Regions from separate parts of the Mus musculus genome. Here region 2 is linked to region 1. Evidence: chromatin contacts called from public Hi-C data. All regions are on one chromosome and are shown on one strand. The core of a region is the stretch at or near the end of the contact, and the rest is flanking DNA. Distances in the headings are between cores, read along the strand shown. Region 1 overlaps Nck2 (non-catalytic region of tyrosine kinase adaptor protein 2). Region 2 has its middle 17 kb from the start of Tpp2.

What was found. A called contact is a pair of places that touch in the nucleus more often than the background predicts.
Region 2: a contact with region 1 is called in a Hi-C map of bone marrow-derived macrophages, with 2.6 times the contacts expected there. The contact joins two enhancer-like sites. A contact is called at or near these places in 1 of 39 promoter capture datasets (the C10 cell line), 1 of 484 Hi-C or Micro-C datasets (bone marrow-derived macrophages) and 1 of 115 datasets of contacts at active chromatin or transcription factors (pancreatic cancer cells).

Annotation. Positions count from the first base shown.
Region 1 is chr1:43,455,894-43,459,251 of GRCm38.p6, forward strand. All of the region lies in intron 1 of Nck2 (non-catalytic region of tyrosine kinase adaptor protein 2), which reads left to right. Among named protein-coding and RNA genes, the nearest start is that of Nck2, 12 kb to the left of the region's middle. Within about 2 kb of position 1,753, at least 56 of the 459 cell types and tissues checked have an H3K27ac peak or open chromatin away from gene starts, as enhancers often do. A contact at or near this core is called in bone marrow-derived macrophages, where this site is marked.
Region 2 is chr1:43,915,380-43,918,381 of GRCm38.p6, forward strand. No RefSeq gene overlaps it. Among named protein-coding and RNA genes, the nearest start is that of Tpp2, 17 kb to the right of the region's middle. Within about 2 kb of position 1,677, at least 18 of the 459 cell types and tissues checked have an H3K27ac peak or open chromatin away from gene starts, as enhancers often do. A contact at or near this core is called in bone marrow-derived macrophages, where this site is marked.

The DNA of each region.
Region 1 (3,358 bases), core at 503-3,002:
TACCTGATACACTCAGTCATCCAAAGAAAAGCTAATTCTGTCTACAGTGGAACTGGATTCTCTCTTCACGACTGTGTCTAATGGGTCAGGGGTCCGTGCCTGAGGGAGAAAATATGTTTTAACATCCCGCATATTAGTGCATGCATGGCTTCCTCTTCATTTTGGGATCTGATTTGCTATCAGATTTGGATTGGGAAATAGAGACAGTTCATTTTTGCAAATTCAAATCGCTTTTTTTCAAGGTTAGTGTTTTGAAAAACTTGATGGACGCTTGAACATCCTTTACCTATGTCTATAAAACTCATTGATTTTTCAGCTGAGCAACTTTCCTGTGCTGACATTTGGTAATATCTAGAGACACTTGTCATGCTTAGAGGTGCTGCAATGGATGGTTGATACAGGCTGGCTGTTGCAATCCTGTAATACATAAGCCTATCCCCACAGCCAAGTGTTAACTAGCTCAGAATACCCCGAGTTAATCGGCCTTGGCCGGAGTGAATGCAATTTTCTCCACATAAGTGTTAGTGAAGTTGCTTTTAGGAGACCAATTTCATTCCTCCATTTTCATTAACATAGTGAAAGTTATACGTGTTTAGAACGCCTGAATACCACTTGTACATCTATGTCCTTAAATATGTAAAGGAGACACTTCTATGTACTTGACTCTTTGTGTGTGTGTGTAAAATAATGCCAAAGTTTGTCAGTCTGCTTATCCGTGTCCAGTCATCATACCTGTACCACATACCTAGGAAGAGCCCATTGTTGCATTGTGACACCTATCTGAGCTGTGAATAAAGTCCATTGCTCTCAGAAAAGCCCACTGATGTGGGGTAATAGGGGACCCTTTATCAGTTGCGTGAGCAATGGCTGATCAAAAGACATCAGTTTTCTTAGAAACTTTACACGGATGATTATCCAGAGAGATGTATTTTGTTATTACCAAAGTTCACGGGCTTGAGGGCTCAACCTGGTTTGTTTTGAGCTGGGCACGCGCGTTAGTGTTTGAATGTTTGATGTCTGCTTTCTATGGTCCTTACCCTCTTCAAAGAGAGAGCACAAATACCACAAATTAGACCTTAGGAAGGAGAAGGAAAGGGGAAATTCTAATTTGGCTGTTAGTTGCTGACTCCCAGCATCTACACAACTATGGATTAGCCAGCCTAGGATATGATGACTGTCTGATTTTTTTTTTTTCCCTTTGTAAATAGGCTCTTTCTTGATCAAGCAGAGGAAAAAAAAAAAGGACCCTAGCAATGTGGAGGAGGCTTGCCAGTTGGAGTTGCCTTGTCTTCGCAGCTGTCTGTGTTGTGTTGATTATTTCCTGTCCTTTCTTCTTCCTCTTTTGACCGAATTTCTTATCACCATTCTTCCGGTTCTGTTACTAGGATGAATACTATACAACACAGTGAAATTTCAGTGTTCTGAGATCTTAAATCTTATAGCTTATCTTTTCTCTAGCCCTATCTCCGATGGCTGAGGATCCTCTGGAAAGTTAATGGTAACTCTTGGGGGACAGAGGAACTGCTGAAGTTAGGTGAGGCTGAGCAATGTATGTATCTTTTTGTTGCCTATAGGCTATTCAGTGCCTTTTCTTCTTGGAGGGTGGGTAGAAGGAATCTTCTGTTGTGAATCGGATGTTTTGTAGATGAAGAAATTATCCAAACTGGCCGTATGCTCCCAACTGTGAATGGCTTTCTGGAGAGAGATCTGTGGTATGGGGATGTTTCTTGAAACCTGCACTCCACTGCGGTTTGTCTCCTGCCTGTAAGCATCTGCCTTAGGTGGGGGATATTTTGGCTTTTCATTATAATTTGAACTGTATTAAATTATATCATTCTAAACTTGATTAATAGGTTTATCTCAATTGGGATGTCTAAAGTCTTGATTCCTATGGGAAGTAGAGATTCTTTGTTACTGATTTGGCTAGTTACACAATTGCATGTATCTTCTCTTAACACTGTTTTGTGTTTTTGTGAAAGAGGTTGCCACAGTGTTTCTTACAGGGCTTTGGCGCTTTTATAGTTAGTGTGATGTAGTCCTTGATTGGTAGAACGTTTCCTTTAGGAAGCATGAATAAATGATTTAAGTGGCAGATCCAGGGCCCTGCTAGTGTATCAGATCCTGCACAGAGGTTGAGGCTGAAAGTGGGTGGATGTAGAGGTGACAGATCATGTTATTCTTCAGACCTCTCTTGTGTGGTGGACTACTGTTGGGATTGTATTTTGAATAAGCAGTGTTCACTTAGTGAGTATTTATTGACACCAACTGTGTGCCAGGGCTGTGGGAGCCAGCCAGAGATCTACCCCCAGGGAGCCTGTAAACTAGCCTAGAGATTTCTTTTAGTCCACACTCATTTCTGACCTTTAATCACCATCTCCACATTTGCGTGAGAGGTGACACTACACAAAGTCTCTCCCACCCTCCCTAACACCAACAGAAATGTAGTTCCAGTATTTTGGAGAAGGATAACTCTTTCCCAAGTTCCTTGGAGGTGGAGGCTAGAATGGTCACCTGAGAGTTGTTCCCTGGTGTAGCTGTGTACGTTGGTGGCTGCCTCAACATACTCATCCACTCATGTAGATATTTCAAGGACTCAGATGAAAGTCAGACCATTTGTTTGCACACAGTAGACTCTTGTTTTGGGGTTAGCTAAACCTGTTCTTTCTTATAATGTAAACTCTGCTTGTCTGTTGCTTACTTATTTAAAAAAAATCAGTAAAACTACTTATTGAAGGTTTTAGCTGAATATTGCATTTAGGTAGCACACAGATAATTTATTTCTTGTTTTGTTTGATAATGGTGTAAATGCACTAGCTCACATTTTGTTTGTTTTTATGTATGGATTTTGAGATAGGTTTTCAGGCCCTGGCTGGCCTGAAACTCAGAGATCCACCTGCCTTTGCTTCCTGAGTGCTGCAGTTAAAGACATGGGCCACCTTTTAATTTAGAGAGGGTTTATTCAGTCAAATTTCTGTTTCTTGTGGAACAGTGGGTTTTGCAGATCAACCCTGTCCAGCTAAGGCAAGGGCTTGTTTTGTTTTCTCCTAGGTCTGATTTGGAAAGTACTTCCTTTGAAACTTAAAACTGTTTCTTACTCTAGTTTGAATGTTTCTTTTTATATCAAGGTCCTGAATTTTTGTAAATGCAGCTTTTCAGACTGCCAGTTTCTCAATCCAGTGCCCAGATCACAAAGGTGGTTTGTGAAACTTTTCTAGAGGTGGATAGGTGTCAGCCTTTATTTTTAAGTTTTGTTTAGCATAGGAGAACAAACCAACATTGCTTTTCAACGTAAATAGGGTCTTGGTTATTCCTGCCGAAGTAGCCTTCATTTCCTTTGGCTTCAGATAATATGGATTAA
Region 2 (3,002 bases), core at 427-2,926, 460 kb after region 1:
AGCTTCCTCTACAGTTAAACATCTAGTTCCTGGATATCAAGAGGGTTTCTACAGGTCACCAAATGCTAGTTTAATCAAGGGAGGAGAAAAGAGAAGGAACAGTAAATAGGTAAGGAGGATGATAAGTACACAGAATTGTTGTAGAAATGACATCATGAGGTGCTTTCGCCAAAGAAGCAGGCCTTGGGGCCTCTCGTTACTCATATTGGGCCCACAAGAGGCCATAGCTTCATGCTCTGAAACACAGTAGCCCCAGGAGGTTTTTCTTCCTTGTCACCAGGGGTCCCAGGCATCTCAAGCTTAATGTGGGGTGTCTCCTATACTTGACTATCAAATCTTCCCAATAACAGCCAAGTTAAAATAAAAAAAGATGAGAAACAACATTAAGGCCTCACAGGATGGTTATCTTTGAATGAACAGTTTCAAAGAAAAAGTTTCATCCTCCAGGGTTTCCAAGAAAACACAGTTTCAAAGCAAACTTTGTTTCTGCTTTTAGAAGAAAAAGACAAAAACAACAAAAACAAAATTAATCCCAGTGTTCTTAAGAAAACAGTAAAGACTAATTGTAGAAAAGCATGTAAATTTGTCAAAGTTTAAAAGTGAGGCAAAGAAGAACAAAAGAGAAGGGTAGATTTGCAACTGAGAAGTAATAAACAGATAACTGGCACACTACCCAATGGGATTCCTTTACATTTTAAAAAGAGATGGGGAGATAGCTCAGTCAGTAAAATACTCTTCTTGAAAACATGAGGAACTGTGTTCACTCTTTAGAATATATATAAACAAAAGCTAAGCATCATGCTGTATGCTTGTAACCCCAGCTCTGGAAAGCAGGGAGATCCCTAAAATGCCATGGCCAGCATTTGGTGAGTCTTGGTGAGTCTCAAGCCAATGAGAAACTTGTCTCAAAGAAAAAAAAAATGGTGATCAGCACATGAGGAAGGACACCTGATGTTGTTCCCTGACGTTCATATGTACATAAACATACACCATGCACCAACACACACACACACACACACACACACACACAAACACACATAAACACACACATACACACACACATACACACACATACATACACACACATACACACACACATACACTCACACACACACACACCTGCACACCTATGAACTCAAACAAATACACAGAAAAAGTTTCCATTTATTTTTCTCTATACACAACAGAGCTCTCTTAGATATACATTTAATGGCTAAGTAAAATTGAACTCAATGGCCCTCAACTTCTCCTAATGATAAAAATTACCTGGAATCTTTGTTATCTTTGTTTAAAATACAGATTATTGTGGACCTTCCTAAGAGACATTGATTTGGGATGTCTTAGCAATGCTTTCACGCTTTCTTTTAATCTCTCTCTGTGTATTGTATTATATACATGTATATGTATTCATGTAAGTATTAGTATTTTTGTGTGTAATCACTCTCACACACAAGAGTCAGGTTCTCTTACAGAAACCAAATTGGCTAGATCAACTAGAATACCTCATCAGAAAGCCCCTGGAATACACTTTTGTCTGCTCACCCCAGTAGTGGGATTATAGGGGTACATGCCGTGCTTTTATCTGGGTGTTGGAATACAAACTCAAGTTCTTCATGTTTGCAGGACAATTACTATGCTGAGTCATCTCTTAAGTCCCTTCTCTGTACTGTTAATAAGAGTATTGCATCATTTAGATCTTTGGGCAAGTTTGGAAACATTATTTGAGGAACTAGTTCTCTCAGTATTCAAATGTACTTCATTTTAATATACATATGATATGTGTGATATTTATGTGTATACATATGTCTAAATGTTATTTATCCTTTTTGTTTGAAATTGATAAGTATGCATTAAAATTCGTGAGAAACCCCACTAATTAGGAAATGAAAATTCATTTATCTTAAAATGTCTTGTTTCATTTTTTTACCTTTCACTGATTCTTCATCTTCAAACACCCCAAAAGGCTTTATGAATTGATTGGAATTGGATTGACCTAAACAAATACAAATAATTTCAGAAGATGAGAGAATTCTCAGCCTCCTCAATGCTCTGCCACTATATTTCACACACACACACACACACACACACACACACACACACACACACACACACACACACACAGAGAGAGAGAGAGAGAGAGAGAGAGTGAGTCATTTCTATAACCAGTTCTCCATTAGACATTCTTTCATATTTTATTTTTTATTTTATGTGTTTGGGTATCTTGTGTATGTTCAAATGTGTATATTGTGCTTACAGGCATTAGACCCCTGGAACTAGAGTCAAGAGACAGTTATGAGTTTACATGTAGTTTCTGGGAACTGAATATGGGCCCTCTAGAAGACTTGGCAGTGTTATGAACCACTGAACCATCCCTCCAGCCCTAGATATTAAAATGGTGCTGTGAAATTTGAGGATTATTTTACCACAGCAAATTAAATTATAGGAACTGAACATTTGTCAATAATATTTTACAAATTATAAACTGATTTAACTCACAGAGGAATGTAAAAATGCCTTTACCATATGCTTAAACTTACTTTTAAAATAACTTCTATCAAATGTAATAGTCCTTTAAAAATCTTACTGCCTATTAGCAAAATCTCACCTTGGAGTAACATAATGCTAACTGACTCATTTATTTATTGTCTAAACCATACACCAGGCACTACATGATAATAACAGCTATGCAATGCCATTGTGAAAAGTTTTGCATGTCATTGTTATAAACCCCCAACTTGTAGTTGAGTAAACAGAGACCTTGTTATAGGTCAGTAACCAATAAGTGACAGAACTAGGCTCAAAGGCAAGGTCTTTCAACTTTTGCCTAAATGCCTTGCAACCTACTTCCTGCCTCTCTGGGTCAACCTGCCTCTGCTTGGATCATTACTGAGATGATTCTTAAGTGGAGTCATAAGTCAAACATATTACTCTGCTACTCCAAGGTGTGGATCATGGTATGTAAAAAACTGTGCAGGACCACAAAAGTCAACAATTATACTTAT